2 separate regions of the Mus musculus genome follow, and region 2 is linked to region 1. A link is a contact called in public HiChIP or PLAC-seq data. All regions are on one chromosome and are shown on one strand. Each heading gives the region's core, a stretch centred on a gene start, on an enhancer-like site or on the middle of the called end of the contact. The rest is flanking DNA. Distances are from core to core; before and after follow the strand shown.

Region 1 (6,183 bases), core at 1,619-4,118:
CTCTCCAGCCCCCAAAGGTATTTTCTATAGGGTTAGGGGAATCTTGTTAGATAAATAACTATAGCAGTAATTTGCCAGGAGCTGAGTGCACACAGTGGTTAGAAGGCCCAGGTGTTGTCAGGCATGGTGATGAACACCTTTAGTTATACCATTCAGGAGCCAAAGACAGGCATATCTCTGTGAGTTTGAAGCCAGCCTGGTCTACAGATCCAGTTCCAGAACAGCCAGGGTTGTTACACAGAGAAAACCTGTCTTGAAGAAGAAGGAGGAGGAAGAGGAGGAGGAGGAGGAGGAGGAGGAGGAAGAAGAAGAGGAAGTAAGTCACCCTGGGTACTCAGAAGGCACCACAAAGGATCTTTCTGACAGAATGTATGGCTATGGAAGGTTAGTTATCACTGTGGGTTGTTTTTTTTTTTTTTTTTCTGGTTTTATCCAAGATCTGTCTTTTTTTTTTTTTTTCCTCAAGAATAGTCTGTTAAACCACACAATGGATCTGTGAACTTGTGAACTTGAGTATTACACATAAAAAATATGGAACGCTTCACGAATTTGCGTGTCATCCTTGCGCAGGGGCCATGCTAATCTTCTCTGTATCCTTCCAATTTTAGTATATGTGCTGCCGAAGCGAGCACCACTGTGGTTTTTTGTAAGCCAGTTAATGCCAGAGCCTGGAAGAACAGGGAGGAACCGGATAGGAGGAAAGTTCCTGATCTACACTAAAGTAGCCAGACAATAGCTATATATGTGATTTTTTTTTTTCTGAGACAGATTTTCTCTGTGTAGCCCTAGCTGTGCTGGAACTCCAGGCTGGCCTCAAACTCACAGAAATCCACCTGCCTCTGCCTCCCAAGTGCTGGGATTAAAGGCATGGGCCACCACCCAGCATTAGGTGTTATTATCATTGTTGGTCTTGTTTTTCCTTGAGGGAAAGAGGAGAGTCTATTGTCCCTCGTTTGAGGTCTGGACCTTACCAACAAGCTGGCTGAAGCTTCATTCCTTGCCCACCTTCAGGCCTCTTCCCAATACCCCCATGCCCGGTGTACACCCTAAAGCTTGCTGACAGGTGTTTGCTGAGTGTTGGAACTGGGTAGGCCTGGAGACCAAGTACAGTACCCTCTATGTTCTTTCTATCTGCCTGGTCCAACCTGCATGGGAAAGACATTCCATTTTTACCTGCTTTGAGTTTGCTCTGGGCAGAGACACAAAGGTTTACTAGTCATACCCATTCCTCAAAGGTAAAGCAGCTGTATGTAGAGTCATCAAGGCAACCCTGTGGGCTAGAGCATCTTGGGAACTCTAAGCCCAGCCTGGAGAGTCCAGAAAGGCTCCTTGGAGTAGAAAACTACCAAATCAATACCAAAAGACAGGAAAAAGTGAGCAGTAGGTAAGAGGACAAGAGTAGGTTTGAGTCAGGTGTAGGGTGCACACCTGTGATCCCAGCTGTCTGGTAGCCTGATGCAGGAAGACCACTAGTGCAAGGTCAGCCTGGACAAATTAGCAACATCCTAACTCAAATATGAATTTAAAAAGGAGATGGGTATAGTGCCATGCACATACCTCTAATCCCACTTGGGAGGCAGAGGCAAGTTGATCTTTGTGAGTTTGAGCCCAGCCTGGTCTACATAGCAACTTCCAAGTCAGCCAGGACATAGAAAGACCAGACCCTGTCTCCAAAACAAAGACAAACACAAAACAAAAAATTCCACCATCGCCACTACTACCACCACCACCAGAAACTTCAAACAGACATTCATGCATGGTGCTGCATACCTTTATTCCAGGCAAGGTCTCTGTGACTTCTAGGATAGCCCAGTAGACATCAGTTCTAAGCCATCCAGAGCTACAGAGTGAGACTATATATATATATATATTTTTTTTTTAATGTTTTGGGGAGCTGGAAAGATGGCTCAAGGGTTATGGGTGCTTGCTGATCTTGCAGAAAACATGGCTTTGGTTCCTCCTCCTGAATGGTGGGATTAAAAGGATATACCACCACTGCTCATCTTAACATCTTACTTTTTTTTTTAAAGATTTATTTATTTATTACATGTAAGTACACTGTAGCTGTCTTCAGACACTCCAGAAGAGGGCATCAGATCTTGTTACAGATGGTTGTAAGCCACCATATGGTTGCTGGGATTTGAACTCAGGACCTTCGGAAGAGCATTTGGTACTCTTAACCACTGAGCCATCTCTCCAGCCCCAACATCTTACATTTTTAAAGGGGCTGAAGACTGAAGATATAATGAATAGTAAAGTGCTTGCCTATTACTTACTAAATGAGACCTTGGGCTCAGTCTCTACTACTACTAGTACTACTACTACTTCACAGAGAGAGAGACAGAGACAGACAGAAACAGAGACAGGATATGAATCTCAGTGGTATAAAATTTGCCCAGCATGTTTGAGGTGGGTGCAATCAATCCTCAGTCACTGCCACCTGCTGATTCAAAAAGGCTCAGATGCAAGACATGTTGGTCAACTCCTGCAATCCAAGCACTGGGGAAGCAGAGACAGCCTGCTCTATAGAGTGAATTCCAGAACAGCCAGCTCTACACACACACACACACACACACACACACACACACACACACACGTCTCAAACAAACAAACAAACAAACAACACAAAGTTTCAGTTGATATAAGAAAAGGCACCGGGCAGTGATGGCCTTTAATCCCAGCATTTGGGAGGCAGAGTCAGGCGGATATCTGAGTTTGAGGCCAGCCTGGTCTACAGAGTGAGTTCCAGGACAGCTAGGGCTACACAGAGGAACGCTGTCTCAAAAAAAACAAAAACAAAAACAAAAACAAAAAAAAAACACAAAAAAACAAAAAACAAAAAAACAAAACCAAAAAGAAAAAAGAAAAGAAAAAGAACAAAGAAAAGGCTTAGCATGTTGGGTCCTGCGTAGGAACAGAGGAGTTATAGCCACTTAGGGCTCAGAGCTCAACCACAAATTTAAGCAGATCTTGTAAGAAGTTTACCTAATTTCAAAACTCGACCAGAAACCCTAGTAGAGCCAGGTGAGATCTGACCAGAATCCATTTTTACTCAGGCCCAGGATCAGCGATCATCTAGGAACCCTACTGGGGATCTAATTCTGGAAAGGATTGCACACTGCCAGGGCGAAAGTGGAACAGGTCACAAAAGCCCTAAAGCAGATATGTGTGGGCTCCGAAATATGCCCGGGGTATCCGGGGAAGTTCAGAGGCTAGTTTGAAAGGGGTCTCAGGAGTTTAGGAAGAAGCGAAAGGCACTCAATCTGTGGGGAGGCGACAGGTTATAAGGGAGATCGCCCCCAAGGCGGAAGAGGCGCGCGGAGGGCACCTAGGGGCGCCGGAAGGGGCGCGTGGGGCGGTTGGCAGCGGCCGGGGGCGGAGGCCGTTGGCTAACTGGCCTACCAATACCAAACTATCTCTCTGGCTTCTTGCCGGGCTGCGGCCACAATGACAAAGGACTCACCCACCCCCTTGGGTGGTGGCCGCGCGTCGCCCAAGAAGCCAAGCAGCCCCGGCCCAGCGGCCGCAGTGCTGGAGGAGCAGAGACGAGAGCTAGAAAAACTACGGGCAGAGCTGGAGGGCGAGCGCGCGCGCGGCCGGTCGGAACGGAGGCGTTTCGCTACCCAGACGCGCCAGCTGCGGGAGTCGGCTGAGCAGGAGCGGCAGCAGCTGGCTGACCATCTGCGCTCCAAGTGGGAGGCACGACGCCTCCGGGAGCTGCGGCAGCTGCAGGAGGAGGTGCAGCGCGAGCGTGAGGCCGAGATCCGGCAGCTGCTGCGCTGGAAGGAGGCAGAGATGCGGCAGCTGCAGCAGTTGCTACACCAGGAGCGCGATGTTGTATTGCGCCAGGCAAGGGAGCTTCAGCGTCAGCTGGCCCAGGAGCTAGTGAACCGTGGTTACTGCAGCCGCTCAGGGGCATCCGAAGCCTCCGCGGCACAATGCCGCTGTCGCCTGCAGGAAGTGCTGGCGCTGCTGCGCTGGGAGACCGACGGCGAACAAGCCGCGCGCATCCGCCACCTGCAGGCGGCGCTAGACGTGGAGCGCCAGCTATTCCTTAAATACATCCTAGAGCACTTCCGCTGGCAGCCGGCTTTACCGGGACCCGCGGACCCCCAAGCCACGCATTCCTTGGAAGAGCCGCCCCTAGAAGCCCAGAGTAACACTGGTGGCACCCCAAAGCCTGCTCGTCGACTCGGATCCCTCGAAAGCCTGAACACTGGCGTCCGGGTTCATTCTCCAAACGACCTGCTGCCCACGCGCGCCGGCTCCCTCGAATCTTTGGCAACAGCACATTCCTGCTCACTGGACAACACACTGAATTGCTCCCAGGCTTCTGAATCCGAGGTAAGGGCCCCTGCGACCAGCGCGTCTATTCCAGACACCTCCAGTCCCCAGCCGCCGCCTCAGCTACCATCAATACATAGGAAACCTAATGACCTGCAGAAAGAAAGCTCCGAGAACAAGCCCTGCGAAGCCTCGACCTCCTCGCCTCCGGGTCTGGACTACCAGGAACTGGTGAGGCAGAACTCGGAGCTGGCCGAGGCATTGCAGGTGCTGGTTCGCCGCTGTTGTGACCTGCGCGAAGAAAACTTGCATCTGCGGCGTAAAGGCTTCTCCGAGGAGGCAGGAGAGAAAGTGAAATGGCTCAAGGTGAAGCACGCAGAGCTGACCGATCTCGCTCAGCGCCTTGAAGACAGGGCCCGCAAGCTTCAGGAGACCAATCTGAGGGCCATGAGTGCTCCAGTGCCAGGTGAGAGCCTCGAAGGTCTGGACCTGAGCCAAGTGTTTACCTGCCAGCGTGCTCAGGACCTGTCAGAACAGGCTGGCGCGCTGCAAGCCAAGGATCTACAGATCGAAGCATTGAGGCGGGAGTGCCACCTGCTGCAGGCGCGCATCGCCGCGGACCTTGGCAGCTCCTCGCATCCTGAAGAGGGCGCCACGTGCGCGCAATGGTGCAACATCAGTGACTTGGACCGGCTGCAGCGTGAGTCTCAGCGGGAAGTGCTGCGCCTGCAAAGACAGTTGACTCTACATCAGAGTAAAGCAGGCGCCTGGGCAGACGCGGGCAGACCCAGCACACCCTCGGAGATAACTCGGCACCAGGTGCAGGCGCTGGAACGCGAGTTGGGTTTACAGCGGCGGGAATGCGAGGAACTGAGCGTTCAGGCAGCCGCAGCTGAGCGGCGCTACGAGGAGACAGAGGCACAACTGCAGGCCGCGCTGCACAAAGGCGCCAGGCTGTCAGAGGAGAATGCACGGCTGCAGGCCCTGGCCAACTGGATGAAGAAGATGGCAGATGAGAACAGCAATGTTTCCCGGCAGCAAAGTCACACGAGGCAGAGGCAGGAACTCGAAGCCACTAGCCTGCTGGCTGAGCAGCTGCTGCAACAAGAGGGATATGCGCAAGACAGGCGGCAGCAGCTGCAGCACTACAAGAATAAAGCCCTAAGTGACCTTAGGACTTCCGGGAAAGAGATGCAGGGGTTGCAATTTCAGCCTGGCCACCCCTCAGAGACATCAGAGACCACCCAAGCTTCAGAGTCCCAAGCCAGGGATAGCGGGAGACCCACGTTCAAAACAAAATCTGAAGAACGTGTATTACCTTTGCCTACCAGGGACATACAGCCTCCTGCTTGTCTCTCCCAGCAGGAGAATCCAGTTATCGTTGAGGAACCAGCTGCTGGCCCCCAAGTGTCAGACAGAAATTCAACTAGTCAGTCTCTGGACTCCAAACCGCAAGCCAAGAAAACCAGTTCACAGTCAAATTCCTCCTCAGAGGTAGAGTCCATGTGGGCTACAGTGCCATCTTGCCTTTCTTTGGACATGGACACAGCAAGTGAAGTGGATGATTTAGAACCAGACAGTATGTCCACTCCCCTGGAAATGAGGAGCCTTGAGGCTCCCATCATTCCCAAGCTCAAGCTCTTCTTGGCTAGATCTAGCTACAATCCATTTGAAGGGCCTAGTGAGCATTGTCAAGGCAAGCTGCCCCTCACAGCTGGGGACTATGTCTATGTTTTTGGGGACATGGATGAGGATGGCTTCTATGAAGGGGAGCTTGTGAATGGGCAGCGAGGGCTAGTCCCCTCCAACTTAGTGGAACCGATTTCAGGAAGCCCTATTCTGAACCACCTATTCCTCAAGTCCCCTGACATTGGTCCCACTGCACTACCAGCTGGGCAC
Region 2 (6,184 bases), core at 2,427-4,926, 46 kb after region 1:
TGCCCTAGAGTTGGGGCTCACTAGGGCAGATGTAGCAGGGAATATCCTTGTCTAGCTCTTGTTGACGCTAAGGTTAGGCATGAGAGGGGATGAACTGTGCTTGGAGGGCACAGAATCTGCTGTGATATGGTGCTACATAGTGTATGTCTCCAGACCTTGTAGCATCACACACCCTCTGTGCTTTCTTTTTTCTTTTAAAGATTTATTTATTTTATTTATATGAGTACACTATCACTGTCTTCAGACACACCAGAAGAGGGTATTGGATTCCATTACAGATGGTTATGAGCCACCATGTGGTTGCTGAGTATGGAATTCAGGACCTCTGGAAGAGCAATCAGTGCTTTTAACCTCTGAGCCATCTCTCCAGCCTCTCTCTCTCTTTCTCTCTCTCTCGCTCTCTCTCTCTCTCTCTCTCTCTCTCTCTCTCTCTCTCTCTCTCTCTTTCTTTCTTTCTTTCTTTCTTTTTTGGTTTTTTGAGACAGTGTTTCTCTGTATAGCCCTAGCTGTCTGTCCTGGAACTCACTTTTGTAGACCAGGCTGGCCTCAAACTCAGAAATCCGCTGCCTGCCTCTGCCTCTCAAGTGCTGGGATTAAAGGTGTGCGCCACCACCGCCCTGGCCCCTCTGTGCTTTCTTATGGTGATGGTTACTTATAGAAATGGTTACATGCCTAGGGATTAGTAGGCTTGGGCAGGTAGTCTGGATCCAGGCAGGTCTCAGCTTCAGGTAGGCAGCAATAAGTCTCTAATAGGGCCCTCAAACTTTTCAGGATAGACTGGAAAAAACTTGGAGTGCATTCATTCTCTTCTATGTGCTATAGAGCTGCTCTTAGGGTTGGAAACGGAGGAGGCAGCCATTCCTGGCCTCTGATCGCATCACCTATGTTTCTAGTAGAACCTGAGAATTTCATTTCATAGAAACTGTGGCAAGAGGGGGGCTGGGCTCTTGGCATTTGAAGTGCCTATTGCTTTCCAGGACGGTGTTGGGAGAGAGCCAGGAGTGGCTGGCTAGCATCCAGGTTTGGGTTAATAATTTGGCTGGGCTTGCCCAGAGAAATGAGCTCCACCTGCTACTAAGCCCAAACCTAAAAGGCAGTGGGTCACCACACCTGGCTAGGGATTTTCTTAGAAAAGCAGCAAGCCCTGCCTAGCCCCTGATGCTGCCTAGATGGCAGCTCACTTTTCTTCCTGGAGAAAAGACCTGTGCCCTCACAGTGACTAGGTTGGAACATTAGAGCGGGGGTGGGGGTGAAAAAGTGTAATTCTGGATTTGAACCCAGGGCCTTACACAAGCCCCCTACCATTGGTCTAGGTTTTGAGGCCTCCAGGGGTGGGAGGGGAAGGAGCCGGAGTTCTCCCAAGCAGCTCTGTAATTAAGAGGGCCTTTATGAGAGAGGAAAATTAACCACAACCCCCTCCCAAGTCAGGCTTTAGATCCTCTCTCTGTTACCTATGTACTCTCTTTTCTGTGGGCAAGTTGCTTAACCCCCAAGAACCTTATCTGCAGCTGGAGGCAGAGATAATGGTCCTTATAAGCCTGTGGCAGGCTTCAGTGAGACCAGACCTGCTCAGACCTGTTCAGTCACTGCACAGCCCCCCACCCCTAGAAGACCTATCTTACTTGGGCAGATGAGACTTGTATGGACTGTGGTGGAAAGCTAGGATGGATAGAGTTTCATGGAGGAGTCCAGGACAGGAACAGGGTTAAATGGAATCTTCACTTTGTGACTGTGTCTGCCCATAGTTAGGCCCTGGACTAGGCATTGGGAATCTTCTAGATCTCCAGTTGCTCAGTCTCTTTCAGACAGCCCAGGCTTGGGGGAGCCACGTGGGATATGAGATTACCATATGGGAAGTGGACCAACTGTCCTCACATTAAGGTCTCTGGATGGTAGGAAAATGTCTGAGTCTTCTCTGACATTAGTCAGATGTGCTTATTAAATCTCTGGGATGTGGAAGGTGCCTAGCTAGCGGTTATGACTTCTTCATCAGTGTTCTTGTCTCAGCCAAGCCCTCTTACCTGGGAGTGGCACTCAGGATGATGGCTGAGGTGGAAGAAACTCCCGCCCGCTTTCTCAGTCCACCAGGCCTTTTACAGATGCATACTCTGGCGGAGTCAGTGGTTGCCAGGCAGGATGAGAAGGTTCTTAAGAGGCCTGGGTGGGATGGCCCCCTTTCCTGGCCTTTTTCCTTTTCACCAGGCCTCCTGGCTGGGTGTGAAGCAGAGAAATTCCAGCCCAGGTGCCCTTGGATGCCTCCAGGAGGGTTCATTCCTGCCCGAGGGGATCAGGCATTGAGAAGAAGTGTGAGGAGTATCATGTGGCTTGAAACCACACCCCGAGTCTGGGCCTCACTGTGTGGGCCTGGAGTCTTCTTGTCCTAGAAGCTGGGCTAGCAGCCTCGCGTGCAAAGGGAGTCACAGGAGGCTCCATAGGCAGACCAGTACTAAGCGTGAGCCTCTGGAGACCGTGGCACTAGGAAAGGTGGGTGTCTAGGCTGATTTGGGGCAGTATTTTTTGGAAGAGGTAGAGTGGTAGACTTTCTCAGTTTCCTATTTAAGTCACTTTTATCTTAAAACCTTTCTCAATTCTTAAGACTGGGCCATAATAGTGGTGTCCTGTCCCATTGTAGGGAACAGAGAAGAGAAGCCTTTTTCACTAGTCCTTGAGGCTTCCTGGACACTAGCCTTCTCAGCAGGATTATGGGTGGGTCATTCCCCCAATGAAGCTCCACTTAGGGTCAGGAGGCGGCACGGAGATAGTGGAAGCCCAGACTGTCATCTGTCATTTTCATCAGCCACTTGAATGCTGTGTGTTTAGGCAGGGAAGTGGGGTGAGTGAATATTGAGGTTGTGGGTGCATGGGGGAAGGGAGGGAGGTCCTGAAGAACCATGCTTTGACTGGCTCTGGAGAAACACTAATCGTGCCCCAGTCAGAGAGAAGCCAGGAGCAACAAGAGTCTGTGTTGCTGTGTGGTTGTTCTGCCCATGCAAGCTTACACTGATTTGTGTCAGTTTTGCCTTTTGTAGAACTTGATGTAAAAGAATTCTTCCCCCTTGAACTCACAGAAATCAGGATTTGGCAAGCGCTATGGCATAAGACTGGTTTAGGCTGAGGTGTCTGGCTGGCTAAGATGGATTTCATGGGTGTCTGATTCATCTTGCCCATTTCGTTGGCTTTTCTTCTGTCCACTGCCCTCTTGGGTGACCAGCTCATGAAACATGGAGCTCAGAGCTGGTTCTTTGTTCTGTGACCTCTGGGATTTTGAGCCCACTCTGAAATGGGAGCTGCTTCTAGGGCTGGAGAGACAGCTGAGCCTGAAGCCAAGGACCGAGGCCTCAGTCTAAGGTCTATACCCCAGGTCTGGTCACATTCCTGAAGGACCTGTCCTCTGGCCCTAGGGATGGTGTGGGGGAAGGGCTGTCAGAGATGGATTCTTGCCTGCTGCAGGCTCCTCCTACCCCTGCTTGTTCCAGGGGAGACCAGGCTGCCGTTCTGTATGGAGTACAGGGATCCAGAACCTCAAGATCCCTCCTCTTGTAGAACACAGAGTGATGGCGGCAGAGAGCACCCCTCACCCGGTTGCTGTTGGTTGTTGTGCTGAGTTGAGCCTGTAGACAGAAGAGCCCTGTTGCCAAGGAAAGAAGGGGAAAGAGGCAGTAGAGGCAGATTGGCTCTTATAAATAGCCCTTCCACAAGTGGCTCCTGGTTTTGACCTTTTGTTATGTAAATATGGCCAGCCTTGCCCTAGCCTCCTGACAGCCAGCTGTGTCTTGCCTTTAGCCTCCTAAGATGCCCCCTCCCTGTATCCTTTCCTTTCCTTTCCTTTCTTTTCCTTTCTTTTCCTTTCCTTTCCTTTCCTTTCCTTTCCTTTCCTTTCCTTTCCTTTCCTTTCCTTTCCTTTCCTTTCGACAGGAACCCTCTTACATAGAGCAGGCTGGCCTCGAACTTACAGATACCCACCTGCCTCTGGGAGTGCTGGGATTAAAGGCAAGGGACATTTACAATGTGCTTTAAAGGCTACATAATGCCACCTAGCTGCTCATATCTAAAACAAGGTCTCTCTTTTTTTGGTGTGTGTGTATGTGTGTCTCATTTTTTTTCCTCTTGCTTTGTTGCCTCAGGTGTTTGTGAACCTCTTTGGGAGTAGAGACCCCCCCACCCCTTGTTCCTCTCTTCTCCTCCGTCCCTCACTGATGCCTGCTTTTTTTTCTCCAGGTAACCAGGCTTTGATGCACCCTCAGGAAGTCTGTGCACTCGAGGAGGCCACCCCCCGCCGGCTGCTGCTCACATGGTTTCTGGGCCCCTGGCACTCCGGTAGGCCTGGGAGAGGAAGAATCACCACTGGTTTCCAGTCCTTGGGGCTTCCTGGGTCTCTCATACAGCTTTGCAGTATACATTCTGTCCTGGCCCTCAGAATTCAGGTTGCTATATGTGCACAGTGCAGGCAGGCAGCATGTGGGGTGTCTAGGACTTGTGGCCCAGGCCTTGGCCACATATAGCTTTTCTTTTATTTCTCTTGGTAGGCCTGAGGTACCAGCTATTATTGCTGGCAGAGCTGGCACTGCCATTGCCTTGGGGCTGATATATAGGGCCTGTGTGGAAATCATACCTTAGGCTCTTTGTTTCTACTTAGCATGTGGAGAAGCCTTGGTTTTCCTCATCTCCAGCCACTCAGTATCCCACTGATGTGCTTCAGCTGTTGTGGGCAAGGGGCAGGCAGGCAGAGCCCTCTGGCAGGTGCTGGTAGGACCGAGTGTTAGCATTCCTGTAACGTTTCTGTTGACTCACAGTGTGCTGGGTTATTAGCTTCCTTCTCTGAACAGGGCAGATTGTTAGTTTTACAGTGTGTTGGGTTGAAGAGAAGCAGGCCTACCCTAGAAGAAGACAGGACTGGGAACATTTTGAGGAAAGGGCAGGGCATTTGGGGTGGTAGTGAGCTTCAGTTTAGCTACATGGAAGCCAGGCATGGTATGCACAGCACAGTCCTTTAATACCGGTGCTTGGGAGGCAGAGGAAGAGTGATTTCTTCTGAGCCAAGGACAGCTTGGTCTATACATCAAATTCCAGACCAGGTAGGGTTCCAAAGGGAGATCCTGTCTCAAAGAAAGAAATTAGACCCTGAGTTGGAGGCTCATAGTTCTCTGTGTAAGCTACCAGAGCCCCCAGACTTTTGCTGTGGGCACTGATGTTGCAGGGCTGGCAGCTGAGTCCCCATGGCTTGTGACCTCAGGAAACTTTGGGTCTCCTTGGGCACTGGTGTGGCCCATTCTATTGGATGGAAGTTAAGGCAGGCCATGTGGAGTCAAGAGTGCCGCTGAGGTATACTTCTGACCTCCTGGGGCCTTCGGTACACTTGCCGCCCTTGTTCTCCTGGAGAGCTCTTTACAGGTGGGATCTCACTTGGACACACTATTGCTGATAGATTCCTTTGAAGACGAGAGGCATCCGTGTGCTTATTACTTAGTCACTGCAGCTGGAGTCTATGTAGCCTGTTTGGAAGGACCAGCTTGCTGCCTTTCCCAGGCTCCAGATGGTAGACAGTACTAGAAAGGGCACAGGGCTCACAGGCTTGGACAGTGCCCACTGTCTCTATACTCCTGGATGGTGGTGAGCTTGTAAGAACCCAGCAGTTATGGGAGGGAGGATCAGTATTTGGGTCAGGACTAGGAGTTAGCAAATGAGAACGCCTTGGCTGCCTGGCGGAGTATTTGAAAGGTATCCCAGGATAGAACAGAGGTTGTGGGCCAGAGGCTAGCAAAAAAATTTGGTTTGGCTCATAGTTTTTTTGAGTTTTGGTTGTCTTTTGTTTACTTGTTTGTTTGTCTGGCTGTTTTTTTTTTTTTTTTTTTTTGGGTGGGGTTTTTTTTTCCTTTTTTTTTTCTTTTCCATTTTTTATTAGGTATTTAGCTCATTTACATTTCCAATGCTATACCAAAAGTCCCCCATAGCCACCCACCCCCATTTTTTTTCCTTTTTATCTTTTAAATTTTAACCTTTTAGTTTAAAAAAATTTGTGTGTGTGTGTGTGTGTGTGTGTGTGTAAGTGTGGGAAGACCAGTCCCGTGGGGTGGGTTTACGCCTGGACTGGCCAGCTGCCAGTCATTTTTGTAGGTTCTCTTTGTGACCTCTGACCTGTGAATGACTTCTTTCATACCTGAAAGAGTAACAAAGGAAAATTCAA

Evidence for each region. HiChIP or PLAC-seq counts read pairs in DNA pulled down with a chosen protein or histone mark.
Region 2: a contact with region 1 is called in an H3K27ac HiChIP or PLAC-seq map of embryonic stem cells, with 17 read pairs. The contact joins the enhancer-like site here to the promoter of Rimbp3 in region 1. A contact is called at or near these places in 27 of 39 promoter capture datasets (the 3T3-L1 cell line, 3T3-L1-derived adipocytes, the C10 cell line and 18 more), 4 of 15 datasets of contacts at CTCF or cohesin (CD8 T cells, the G1E-ER4 cell line, embryonic stem cells and 1 more), 86 of 484 Hi-C or Micro-C datasets (the 3T3-L1 cell line, the AML12 cell line, B cells and 37 more), 40 of 115 datasets of contacts at active chromatin or transcription factors (the 230-238 cell line, CD8 T cells, the HPC-7 cell line and 23 more) and 4 of 9 other capture datasets (adipose tissue, embryonic stem cells, liver and 1 more).

What each region holds. Positions count from the first base shown.
Region 1 is chr16:17,205,267-17,211,449 of GRCm38.p6, forward strand. Rimbp3 (RIMS binding protein 3) reads left to right here and starts at 2,869. Exons shown (of 1, transcript NM_001033338.3): 1 at 2,869-6,183. The coding sequence starts at 3,448. It overlaps Gm22129 (a small nuclear RNA gene), which reads right to left and starts at 632; the gene lies at 526-632.
Region 2 is chr16:17,250,750-17,256,933 of GRCm38.p6, forward strand. Hic2 (hypermethylated in cancer 2) reads left to right here. Exons shown (of 3, transcript NM_178922.3): 2 at 4,219-4,317. The coding sequence starts at 4,292. Among named protein-coding and RNA genes, the nearest start is that of Hic2, 20 kb to the left of the region's middle. Within about 2 kb of position 3,677, at least 53 of the 459 cell types and tissues checked have an H3K27ac peak or open chromatin away from gene starts, as enhancers often do. A contact at or near this core is called in differentiating embryonic stem cells, embryonic stem cells, epiblast stem cells and 8 more, where this site is marked.